Linked DNA regions of Anser cygnoides: region 2 is linked to region 1. The links are chromatin contacts, called in public Hi-C maps. All regions are on one chromosome and are shown on one strand. Each heading gives the region's core, a stretch centred on a gene start, on an enhancer-like site or on the middle of the called end of the contact. The rest is flanking DNA. Distances are from core to core; before and after follow the strand shown. Region 1 holds the start of PDS5B (PDS5 cohesin associated factor B). Region 2 overlaps FRY (FRY microtubule binding protein).

Region 1 (6,121 bases), core at 980-3,479:
CCTATCTGAAGTGAGTACAGTGTGTAGTTCTGGTCTGCAGACACAAATGCATTAAAGAGTGTATTTAGAGAGATGACTAAAATAATCCAAGGGGATGGATTAGCTGTTTTACAAGGGAAGACCAAAGGGGTTTGGATTCTGATTGTGAGAAGACAGGACAGATAAATACGATCAAATTTTACAACTGAGGAAGGCCCTGCTTGAGGTGAATGCAGATACTGTTCTTGACCCAGTGCAAGGGTCAATTGCAAGTAGAAATGCAAGGTATGGGTCTCACTCTGGGAAAACCACGTTGTGGGTCCTGGTGCGACTGCTGGTTACCAAATACTGGGCATCCTTACTTTTGTCTGCACTTTTAGGTGGTGGCAAAGCTAGTGGAAATGAGCCTGCTTACAGTCACCCCTGAGAGGTGCGACATCTGGGGGTGTTCAATGAAAGCGAAACCTGGTGCTTAGGGACACGGTTTAGTGGGTGACATTGGCAGTAGGGTGATGGTTGGACCAGATGATCTTGAAGGTCTTTTCCAACTTTAATGATTCTATAATTCTATGATTCTATGATTTCTTGGGGGAGAGGCTGAGTCCGCCCTCAGGAACAAACCCAGTGCTCACAAATAGCAGCTTTCTTTTAGGACTGCAACAAAGGGGACCGTGTTTTTCTCTACTTTAGGTGGCATATTGGTCCTTAACACTTCCCAAAAGCACTTTCCGAAGACACCCGCGGCAGAAGGGCTGCCGACGGGATTTCCTCAGCGTTTGAGGAGCGAGCGGCAGCCCCACGCTGCCTCCTGCCGCCCGAGCCGCCGAACCTCGGCATGGCGGCGCCTCCTCACAGCGCGGCCGCCCGCCTTCGCCGCTACCACCACCACCACCGGGCCGGGGCCGAGGCCGGGCAGCTTTCACCGCCCTCGGGGCGAATCGGCCCCGGGGCACAGAGGGACGGCGGGAGGAAGGCTCGCAAGCGGCCCCGGGGCGGCGGAGAAGCGGCGCCGGGCGGGCTCCCCCCTGAGGGCTCGGCACGGTACTGCCGAAGGGCGCCGGGCGCTCGGCCCCTGAGGCCACAACGCGGGGCACGGTGCGCTGGGGACCCCGGCTGGGGCACTCTGAAAAGTGAGGGGATGGGAAACGGGGGAGGAGAGGCGTAACCTCCAAAAGGCAGGTTTCTGAGGTTTTAATCTAAATTTTAAATTTCTGCCTGGAAATGAAGGCCGGACCGTGACGGGGGAGAGGCCTCCTTAGGCAGCAGCACCTCATTTTACTGCTCAGAGCATTCGTAGCCCCAGGCATCCCGACTGCAGCTGGCAGCCCTAAGTGAGACCTCCGTCAATAAAGGGGAGCAAAATATTTGCAAAGTATGGCAACACAGCAGTTACTTCCACAGTTAAACACAAAGTTTTGCAATTTCAATAGTTGGATGAATATTGAACTTTTCTGCTGCTTTTCTACCACCACCACACACATGTGCAAGTGCTCTGCAGAAAAAAAAAATATATTTTTATTTTATTTTTTTTTTACATCTAGATAGGCCTACAGACATGACAGCAGTGGGGATTGTGGGGCACTTGTTCAACTTGCATGAAAAAAATAATACATCCTTGACTGTAAGCACAGGATCCTTCCCCAAAATAATAGGTAAAACAAAGTTGTCAGGCACACCGTTCCTCTCCGTGATGCCTGTGTGGTAGTGCTGCTGTTTTCAGGAATGTAATGTAATTCACCCAGAAATATAACCAAGGGGAGGTTTGGGGCCTGAAAACTGATTTTTCTGTAATAGTTAAGGCAACTTATCCTGGTAGGGCTTCTGTATCCTTCATTAGGTGATGCCGATGTTTAACTTCGATTAAAACTTCAGTGAAAAGAAGGCAAGCTGGTTACAAGGAGCTTTCCAGTTCAGAAAACTTGAGAGAACTTATTTAAAGATTTAAAATATTAGCTGAAACATCTTGACTGATATGCTCTTTAAACATTTGTATGCCACCATGGACAAAGCCCTGAGTGTGTTTCACCAGATCTGCTGAGTGCGGACAGTCAGTTTCTTAAATCTGTACACTTCATGCACTTTTATTTTCTCCTCGTGTGCCATCCACAGAGGCAGCATTTTATCTGTAGCAGTGAGAAGAAATTGCATCACTTTTCTGTTCACATTTTCCTGTAAGGGTGCCCCTGAAACTCTCACACTCATTGAAGCAAGACCAAAGGGCTTGATGAGCGATTCTGCTACTTTATTTTTTTGGTCTTTCTCCACAGTTCAGCAACTTTATTGCTTACGGTTTTACGCTAATCCTTTTATAGTTCGTGTTGCTTGGGGAGCGTGGGGGGGAATATGTGTTTCACTAATTTACGTGGTACAGAGTGGTCGCCCGTAGCTCATCTGTCAACAGATCGCAGAGCTCCGTTTGGGCCGCTTTATCTCCTCCTCACGGTCTCCGCTTTCTGTAGGTGCCGGGTTGCTGAAGTAAAGGCTCGGCTAGCGTGGAAATCTCGGGGCGTCTTCCCTAAATAAATAAATAAATAAATAAATAAATGAGCTTTTCGCTCGTAGCCAGGATTCACTCAGCGGCGTGCAACTGCCGGCCGCCTTTCGGGGGAGGCAGGGCCGGTTGGTCGCGGGATCCCCCGCCTGGAAAGCGGCGGCCGCGTGAGGAGACCCCCGGAGAAGGGGAAGGGGTCGCGGCTCCCCTCCCGCTCCCCACACCCGGCATCGAGGCGGCCGGGAGAGTCCGGGCGGGGTGCCGGGGGCTCTCCGCGCCGCCTTTTCGGGGCGCTGCGGCGGCGGCTGCGGGCCGGCAGGGGTCGCTGCTGCCCCGCTCTGTCCCCGCTCGCCTCCCCCGGCGGTGCCATTGGAGCAGGCGGCGAGGAGTTGGCGCCATTTTGAAGCCGACAGGGGGACCGGGGCGAGCTGCGGAAGGGGAGGGGGTTAGAGGCGATTGGCTGCGGCGGCGGCGGCGGCTCCTCTCCCAGCCCCGAGCGGCGGCGCGGAGCCGAGCGGAGCGGACCCGCCTGGGACCGGCGACGAGAGGCGGCTGCGGCGGGGTAAGGAGCCGGGCACGGCGGCCACCGCTTCTCGCTCCCCCCCCCCCCCCCCGCTCCATTTTCCCTTCCCCGGGGGCTGGGGGGGCGCCGGCTCGGACCGAGCGCTTGAGGAGGAAGAGGAGGAGGAGGAGGAGCGGGGGGGGGGAAGGAAGAAGGAGGCGACGAGGGCTCCCCCCTTCCCATCCCCCTCGCCCCTCCGCGGGGCTGCTCCCCTCCCCCCTTCCCCGTGGCCGCCGTCGCAAATTAAATTAAATTTGCCCCACGGGGGGGGGGGGGTGACCTTGGTATTTTTGGAAGGGGGGGCGGTGGTGGTGCGCTGTGCCCCGGCTTTGGGGTTTGGGGGGGTCACCCCGTTCCTGCTCTCCCCCCTCTTTTTTTTTTTTTTCCCTCCCGCTCAGCCCCGGTGGCTCCTGGAGGCTGGGGGGGGGGAGGCTGGAGGCTGTCCCCTCCCTGCCCCTCGCTCGCAGCCGGCCTCGTCCCCTCCCGGGCTGCACCCCGGGTTTGGCAGAGGGGACCCCCCCCCTTATTTCCCTGCCTCCGAGCCGATCCTCAGCCCCGGGGAGGGAGGTGGAGGCCGGCAGGACCTCGGCTCGGTGGGTCCTCACTTGCTGCCAGCCCGTTTCTTTCATGCTGGCTTTTTTTTTTTTTTCCTCCTTTTCCCTCCCCCTTTTTGCATCAGGCTCTGTTAGAAAGCGGTCGGGAGGGAAAGGGAAGGGGGGGGGTGGCGCTGCCTGTTAGGTGAAAAACTATGAATTTTACATCCGAATTGCCAGATGGAGAATGGTTAATTTATAGGGTATGCATTGTTTACGTTGAGAGCCTCTGGTCAGGAATCTAGGTCTGTAACTTCATCCCGCTGCAAATAAATCACTATCTGTGCTTCCAAACAAATCAACAATTAATGATGGTGAACAATCCTGGAAAATTAAACTGCAGCAGACCGGCTCCTCCAGAGCTGGGGTTTTGCCTTGTCCCGACTTTTGGGTTCGCTTCCTGCACGACCGCTTGCTGAGGACGGCGATTATTTCGTTAGGCGTTGCTTTCTGATTTAACGCAACTGCCGAAGTATTTTCGTGTTGCTCTTTGTTTTGTGCTCGGTGGGAAGGTGCTTTGGCTGAAATTGATTTCTCCGTGCTGGGAAGGGAATAGGAGGGAGTGCTTAAAATGTGAGCGGCTTCAGAGCTGAAAACGGGTGTCAAATCACCTTTTAGGAAGGAGGTAAGGTGGCATGCATTCCTTCGGGTTTTCCCCTTTCGAACTATTGGAACAGTTTGGGGTTCAGTTGATGCAGTTTTGTTTGCTACCTCTTGAATGATACGCTCTAGATACTGCATGCACTCGTGCGAAAAGACGCGAAACAGCTGGATTTACGTTATGCTGAGCGTACCCGAAAAGAAAGCAGGGAGCGATACTCAGTCAGGTAAAGACAGTTCAGCAGAGGTCTGTGCATCATGTGCATCGTCCACACTGGAAAGCGAGCACCACTGGCCAAAGTAGTTTAGTTCTTGTGTGACATCTTGCGTCTGTGCTTGAAGCAAGGCTGTACTGTGTTACTGTGAGGCAGGGGGTGATTTTTTTAAAGTTCTTATACAGTTATAATTGCCTGTGACTTTCTTGCATTTCTTTACTGCTTAGTGTACAACCTGGATGAACTGTATAGTTCTTGATGAAACAAGTAAGTTGAATTAAAGTGGAAAATAATGTGTCTATAACATCTGTATGCTGCTGAATTGTTTTCTCATGCACCGTATAAATATGGGTTTTAGACTGTATCTAGCAAGCTTACTTATAGACTTAAATCGAGCAAGTCAGCTAAATCATTATTAAGCTGTAACTAAAAATATATTTTAAAAAATACAACAGTCAGTGCTAGCATTTGGAAAAGTATTGTAAAGAAATATGGACATGATGTTGCGCCTTATCCATTTCTGGCTCTAGAGCAGGAGGCTGCATTACCTCCTGTAGACGAAAAGAGATGCTTTTTCTTTTGGGATACGTTGCTCTCTAGCAGGTCTCAGGTTATACTTTTCTATGCTCTCATTTTTTCAGTCACACCGTTCGTATGCATACAGAACAGTAAAAGGTTGTATGGGTGTGTGTAGGATTCTTTCAGCAAGGGGTCTTCATTTAAAGGTTTTTGCACTAAATGCATTTTCATTACCCCGACTTTGGAAGAGGTGACCCAGGCGACTTGTTGAACATGAAGAATTTTTGCGGGAGCAATAAGTAAGAAAATATGGAACTGAGCAGTAAAATCGTGCAAAGTAGGAAATGGGGGAGAATATGATACAAGTAGAACTATTTTTCCCTTCCAGTTGCATTCTAATGTTCTTTAACTTTAATGCTACTTAGCCCAAATTCATACCTTCCTCGTTCTTGATAGTCTTTTCTTCTTCTTTCCTTCAGGCAAGAACCAAACAGTAGTTGTGGTGTCCACTACTGACAAGTGGTAGGATAGTGCATCATACTTTTAACAAGTTTCTCAAACAGTGGTGGTTTCACTCATAGCATAAAATGCCAATATTGCAACCTGAAATAATTTTTGTAGAGACAGAGAGAATATTGGAGGTTCTCAGTTTTGGAACTTGCTGGTAAGGGAAAACTGAGGAGCCCCCCCCCCCCCTTTTTTTTAAAGGGTGTGTTAGTGTAACTGCCCTTGTTGGGGAAGTGTTGTGTTGATGTACCCAGATTTGAAGTATCCAAGTATCCTCCTGGACTATTTGAACACCATTGATGGAGGAATTATGTGCAGGCTTTAAAAGAATTACAAAATATATGCTTTAAAAAAAAAACCAACACCCTCAGAGTTTGAACATCTAAGAGTTAAGACTTCCATTGGTATGATCTTCAGTTGAATGTAGTTTTGTGGAAAACTTAATTTTTTTTTTGTACTTAGGTGGAGTATGTCAGAGGTGTAGTATATAAATGAAAATACACTTCAGTATAGCAGGTTAGTAGTTTATTTTAAAATCGGGAACACATTTTTGGATTCCAGAATAAAAATAAAATCCTATTAAAGCAAATAATTACTATGACACATCTAACTAGAACCAATTCAGTGAAGTGCAACTAATATTCTAACACTTTGA
Region 2 (6,121 bases), core at 1,660-4,159, 290 kb before region 1:
CTAGCTGTGTTTTCTTCGGATATATAGAAGTATTCTCAAAAGGATGAAGGCGATTGACACCTAACTATTAAAGGTGTCAGGTGAGCTATGAAGTGTCTGTTCGTGTGCACACTGTGTTTGTGAACACAGTGTCAGGGGAAGAAGAATAATTTTTTGGTCAACCACTTGGCACGACTTCTTAGGTAATCCTGATTTTCTGAAGTATTTCTTCATCCTACCTTGAAACAAAAAAGAAGTTTAAAAAGTTATAGATGTTATCTAGCTGAGTAATCAGATCACTGCTCCAGCTAGAGGTAATGCTTGCCTGAGCTACCTGAATCTGAACTTTGAATCTTTGGTAGCATTTCTGAGTAAAATGAGAAAAAAAACTGCTCGTCCCATAACAAACCAAGCCTCCTGCGTGCCAAGCACTTCACTTGTAGCAAAGGCGTGATTCCTCTTCCAAAGGATGAGCAGTCTTGTTTGAAACGGTATGTGGCAATACGTGCAAGAGAAGTGCGGGAAGCTGATGCAGTGATACATACAATTTGATACTTCTGGATCATTTGAAAGAGCAGCAAAAACTGTTGGTAGTTATCTGAAATCGGCTAATCCCAACGTGAGCTTGGTTTCCCTGCTTTAACTGGCTAATTCCTTTGCAGGTGTTGTGAGAGATAGCGTTTTTTTGAATAATTCAGAGTGAATGTTTTATAGATAAAACCCATACAGGGTGGAGGTGTTTATGCTACAGGGTGTGCATGTGCTGCCCCAGACCTGAGCCCGACTGGTCTGGCAGCCTCTTTGATAGCAGGGAGAGCATGACACCTGATAGGAAGGTGGAAGAGGCAGCAAATGTAGCACAGTCTGACCTGCTGTCCACCTTACCGTGATCTGTAATAGAGGGAAGTTGGCTGAAACTCTTCCAAAAGGTTTATTCTCATTTTACGAGGAAAGTAAAAAATCAGTTTCTAAGGTTGACGTTACTGGTGGAGCAAAGGGATGTAATCAGGAGGATATCTTTGTGCACAGTAATGAAGATGGTGAGGTGTGAGTGTCCAAATAGGTCAGTCAGAAAGGAAGAAGTGTTAATAATTAAAGACAAAACTAGAGGACGGAAAGGAAAGTTTAAAAAAAGAACAAGTAAGCAAGTAGCTTATCACAAGAACATCCTACTTTAAATCGGAGAGAGGTTTAGGAACTGCTGTGGTAGAATTAAGAGAAAGAAGACCTGTCTGTAAATGTATTTTAGGATTCAGGAAAACGTTTGTGTTAAAAAATCACATTGCAAGAAGTGCATAAATAGAGGTAGGAAGAACTGTCTGCTGAACAGTGGACTGGTGTTTGAGAGCAAATTGGAGCTACTGCACTGAAAATTCCTGCCCCTAATTAGATGTTCAATGGAAACATCATACAAATGCAGCATGGTATGGGAGGTATCTTGCAGAGAATGTTGAGCATTTCATTCTGCTAGGGAGACAAATTCAGGAAAACAAAAGGGTGTGATGTGGTTCACGTTTGGGCAGGGACACCTAGGTTGTGGGACCAGTTGTGCCTCTGTGGGTAGGTGCAAGTGGCTCCTTGTCTGCTCCCTCTGCTCCTCGCAGCATCTCTGGCACTTCTCTGATGAAGGGCCTGGAGCACAAGTCCTATGAGGAGCGGCTGAGGGCACTGGGGTTGTTTGGTCTGGAGAAGAGGAGGCTCAGGGGAGACCTCATTGCTCTCTGCAACTGCCTGAAAGGAAGGTGTGGGGAGCTGGGGGTCGGCCTCTTCTCACAGGTAACTAGTGATAGGACTAGAGGGAATGGCCTCAAGTAGTGCCAGGGGAGGTTCAGGTTGGAAATGAGGAGGCATTTCTTCTCAGAAAGAGCAGTCAGGCATTGGGACGGGTTGCCCAGGGGGTGGTGGAGTCACCATCCTTGGGGGTATTCAAGGAGAGGTTGGACGTGGTTTAGTGGGTGACATTGCTGGTAGGGGGATGGTTGGAAAAGACCTCCAAGATATTTGGTCCAACCTTAATGATTCTGTGATTCTATTCTATGATTGTAAGGTCAGGTAGCTTTTCCTAAAGCAGGTTCCCAGCCGGCTGCCTCCTGCCCACACTGGGGAGGAGGGGACAGGTTGGGGTGTCCCGTCACGGGGCCCTGAGAGAGGAGGAGGAATCTAGGCCTGAACCTCAGGGAATGCCGGCTAATGGGCAGTGCTGGAATGGGAATAAGAGAGGAGAAGCTGAGAAGTCTGATGATCTCAGCTATAATAGCATGCAGTAATTGTTAGACATCCCTAGAGACCCTATAGAAACTCGCAATATCTAGTGATCAGCGTGCTCCAACCCTTCCCCTTCCTGCCTTGTACTTATCTGTCCTCTTGCAGGGCTTGCTGTGAGGATGGTGTAAGAGATAAAACTACGCTGTGGAAAGGAAGTGGAAGAGGCCCTGAGTATCACCCTCAGTTTTTGACTATTTTGGGGTTGGGTCTATGTATTCATTGTGTAATGAAATTTCATACCGAGAGGAAAACAGTGACAGCCACCGCTCCTGGCTTCTCTTTTTCCAAGGTCTGTGACCTGGTGCAAATCTTTAAGGCATAAATTACCTCATGGAAATTATGCTTTGAGTGGGTGGTTGGGGTTCTGTCCCTGATCTCGTCTCTGAAACAGGCACCCAAAATTAGAGGCGCTGTCAAGGGTGGTTTGGAAATTTCCTGCTTTCAAGAAGTTCTTCAAAATTACGTCATGCTGGGATGTTTGGGGAGTAAGTTACATAATTTTATCTACAGTATAGATAAGGACTTGTAACAAAATTGAGAAGGAAATTAGTTTAAAGGATTATAATAACAGAAACCAGCTTGTTCGGGGATTGTGCCTGGAGACTGTAAGGTGAAGAGCAGGGAGCAAATACTGCTCAGACTGTTCTTCACGCCTGCTGATCCCTGTAGGCTGTGCTTGGAGGATGCAGGCAGCATTTTGACCTGTGCAGCAGGATTTCTTGCGTCTGTGCTGCCTGAGTGCACGCCCCAGTGATAATTGTGAAGATTTCAAACTGGCTCACAGGACTGTGTGGTGTTAGCACATGTACGGGAGGTCTGCGCGAATGAAGAACCCGCAGAGTCTTAAGAGAACATCCCAGTTTGACAGCTCCAAAACAAATCGAGGAAAGGATAACAGTACTGTGAGTCTGGAAGGCATAATTCCAGCATTAACTAGTTAATGCTCCGTGAAATCCTTAGTAGGTAGTTATGATTTGTTATTTCCAGGTAACAGCCTAAGTCACAAACTGCTTCTGATCCGTTCAATTACTCTCGTGAATCCACTGAACAAACTGAGGATGGGAGCTGGGTGATACATGAATAATCCCAAATATTTTATGTGATTTTATCCAAATTGTCTTCTATCCTTTTTTTCCAGAAATACAGACGTGTGTTGTTTCTCTGTACGTATCTTCCATTCCGACACAGTTTGCAATGTAAATATGCATTCCCTATGCATTGTTTTTTACTGTCCGGCTTCTGCTTGTTTTGTTTTCCATCACTAGGTGGCAATATCTTAACAGTCAGTTGCAAACAGAAGGCAAAACAAAATGGTGCAGCAAAAAAATATAAATACATAAAACTAAGGAGGATTTCTATTACTTTATTTATAGCATATCACGTTAAATCAGGTTTGCTTAATGAAGTCTTATTTTGTGCTGTGCTTTCTTGTCGATCTGTACTTTTAATTTGGACCCTAAAGTGTTTTACACTAAATTGTGTGACATTGTAGGTACTTAGAGTTCAGTTGATTTAGGTAACGATTTTGGTTTTCATTTTAACAGAGGATATTAGCAAAGTATGTGTGCAAGCTGCTTGTTAATGTTTAGCTTGAAACGTATCATGTTATGCAAGTTGTAGTGGGGAAAACAAAAATCCTGCCGAATATTTTAATGGAAGGAAAAAAAAGTTCATAAACTCAACAAATGCCAAGTTGAAGAAAAAAAACTCACTACATATAAATATTGTGGTCTTTTTTTCTGAGTAAATATAAAAATATTATTATTTTTTATTATTATTTTTTTTTATTTCTGGCTCACACGTGGGCTTACCAGTTCACAATTAGTACAAAGATTTTTTGTGTGTGTGTGTGTTTTTCCCCCCTTCTGAAACCAGTGGGAGGAAATCAGGTACCTAAATGTAGATCAGGTACCTAAATGTAAGTGTCCAGCAGAAAGCCTCCAACTACTGCTTCCCAAGGCTGTGGACCTAATGTAGATCTTACATTTGCCAGTCTCAGTGAATAGCCACATGCCTCAGGGTACCTAAAATGGCACTAGACACCTATATTTAGGCACCTGAATGCCATCCAATTATGACCAGCATCCATCTGAATGCCAGTGCAGTCTTTTGTAGAGAGGTTCCAAGTAGTTTATAAAAGAAGGGAATGTGAAATCATGAATGCAATGCAATATAACTCAGGATATGATAATATAATAGATAACTTTTTGGTTTGATCTGTTACGTGTGTTCTGTACTGGAACCCTGTCGGTCTGGAAATCATTCTTTGTAGGCTTGCTGTATTTTGTGCAGAAGAACTAGACCGTGGCAAAAACACAGAAATGCTAATATGCAGTCCTTACTATCTCCTTTGGGAAAGAACTCCAGCAAGCCAAACTTTTATACAAGCTATACCAATGTAAATCCAGCTGATTCTATAGAAATCAGAGGCACAGGCGTACTTTAGCACACAGCAGTATCTGGCAAGAAGGACAAAGCGTTTGACTCAAATTAAGGAGGAAAAGCTGTATAAGTTGGAGAAGCTGTAGAAAATCAAAAAGAGTGTTAAAACTTCCAATAGTTAGTAAAGCTAGTGTTGGCTTTGGGATCTGTGTCTACATCTGTGCCTTGAAGCTGCGGGGAGCTGAGCAGGAGCAGAATGACTGACACCTAGCAAAGAGAGAAGCAAGGCATTAAGCACAAACTAGGCCAAAAAAAAAAAATTAAGTCTTTTGCTTATGCTCTTTGCTGGATTAGGGGTGAAGTGCGCCATATCTTGCAGAATCACACTGTAGGAGAGTCTGGATGATAGAGACAGGTAACTGCAGACTGAAGAGCGGCTTTGCACTGTTAGCAGGTATTTGTGCACTTGTAAATACAGTCGCTACCTGCTATGTAAGGTAAAAGACGCATTCTGTTTGCAACAAATAAGGAACCCACTGTTCCACTTTGTTTCTACAACTAGAAGAAAACCAGTTTGTGAGCACTAGGAAAGAGAGCAGCATAAATACAAAATCCAAGTGTAGTCTGTACTTGCTTTGTTAGTCATCGCCCATTTAGAGGCTTCAGCTACTCTTTGCATTTAACCTCAGATTTTGAAGAGTTCAGATTGCAAAAGCCAATCAGATCTTTTCATACCAAACCAAAATGAGCTCTGAAAACTTGTACAAGGACTGTGCTGTATTCATATCGCCGTATGCTTTTTTAAGGATGCCTGCAAGCAGCGCTCAGAACATAGAGGACTAAAGTGCCTGTATTGCTGTTATAAATAGTAGTCACAGAAAAAAATGAACAAAATGGGTACCTATACTGCCAAATATTGAGAATCTAAATAAAGTGCCTGATTTACCAAAGTAGCTACCGTAAGTATCATGTGTAGATACTGAAGAGAAATAGGCTGTTTGGGAAAGTAATTGCGCTCTGTACTGGAACTCTTGGGAATGCTTGAGTCATGCTGGAGGCACTCACCTCCCAGTGTAGGCATCTAAATTGGATGCCTCAAGATAGATATTGTGAGCACCTCCAGCACTATGTATTCTTCTTATTTTCTTTTCTTTGCTTGAGTGAAGGTTTTGGAAGGCTATTTCTCAGACGTTTTGCAGTGAAAATAGCTTTTCATGCAGTGTGCTGGTCACAAAAACACTTCTGACCATGGTGACAAGCAACTTCTCCCAACCTGGTTTTTCCATAGCTGGGGCCTGGAAATTTCATAGACTTTGTTCCGCCACAGACGGATATAATCAAGGAATCCACAGCTCCTGGATATGTCCTACCTCTGATCTCAGAAGGCAGATGAGAGAACAGATGGGGGACTGCATGTCACAAGAGCTGAGTTTGAGTTACGTGGAAATGTCTGTAGTTGAAGCAATGCTTCTGCTATCTTGGTAATCAGCAGGTG

What was found. Hi-C and Micro-C count contacts between places; a contact is called where the count stands out from the background.
Region 2: a Hi-C map of liver shows a contact between it and region 1, with 4 times the contacts expected there. The contact joins the enhancer-like site here to the promoter of PDS5B in region 1. A contact is called at or near these places in 3 of 7 Hi-C or Micro-C datasets (granulosa cells and liver).

The regions. Positions count from the first base shown.
Region 1 is chr1:188,697,718-188,703,838 of Taihu_goose_T2T_genome, reverse strand. It overlaps PDS5B (PDS5 cohesin associated factor B), which reads left to right and starts at 2,229. Exons shown (of 35, transcript XM_048048072.2): 1 at 2,229-3,032.
Region 2 is chr1:188,990,004-188,996,124 of Taihu_goose_T2T_genome, reverse strand. All of the region lies in intron 3 of FRY (FRY microtubule binding protein), which reads left to right. Among named protein-coding and RNA genes, the nearest start is that of FRY, 68 kb to the left of the region's middle. Within about 2 kb of position 2,909, at least 2 of the 3 cell types and tissues checked have open chromatin away from gene starts, as enhancers often do. A contact at or near this core is called in liver, where this site is marked.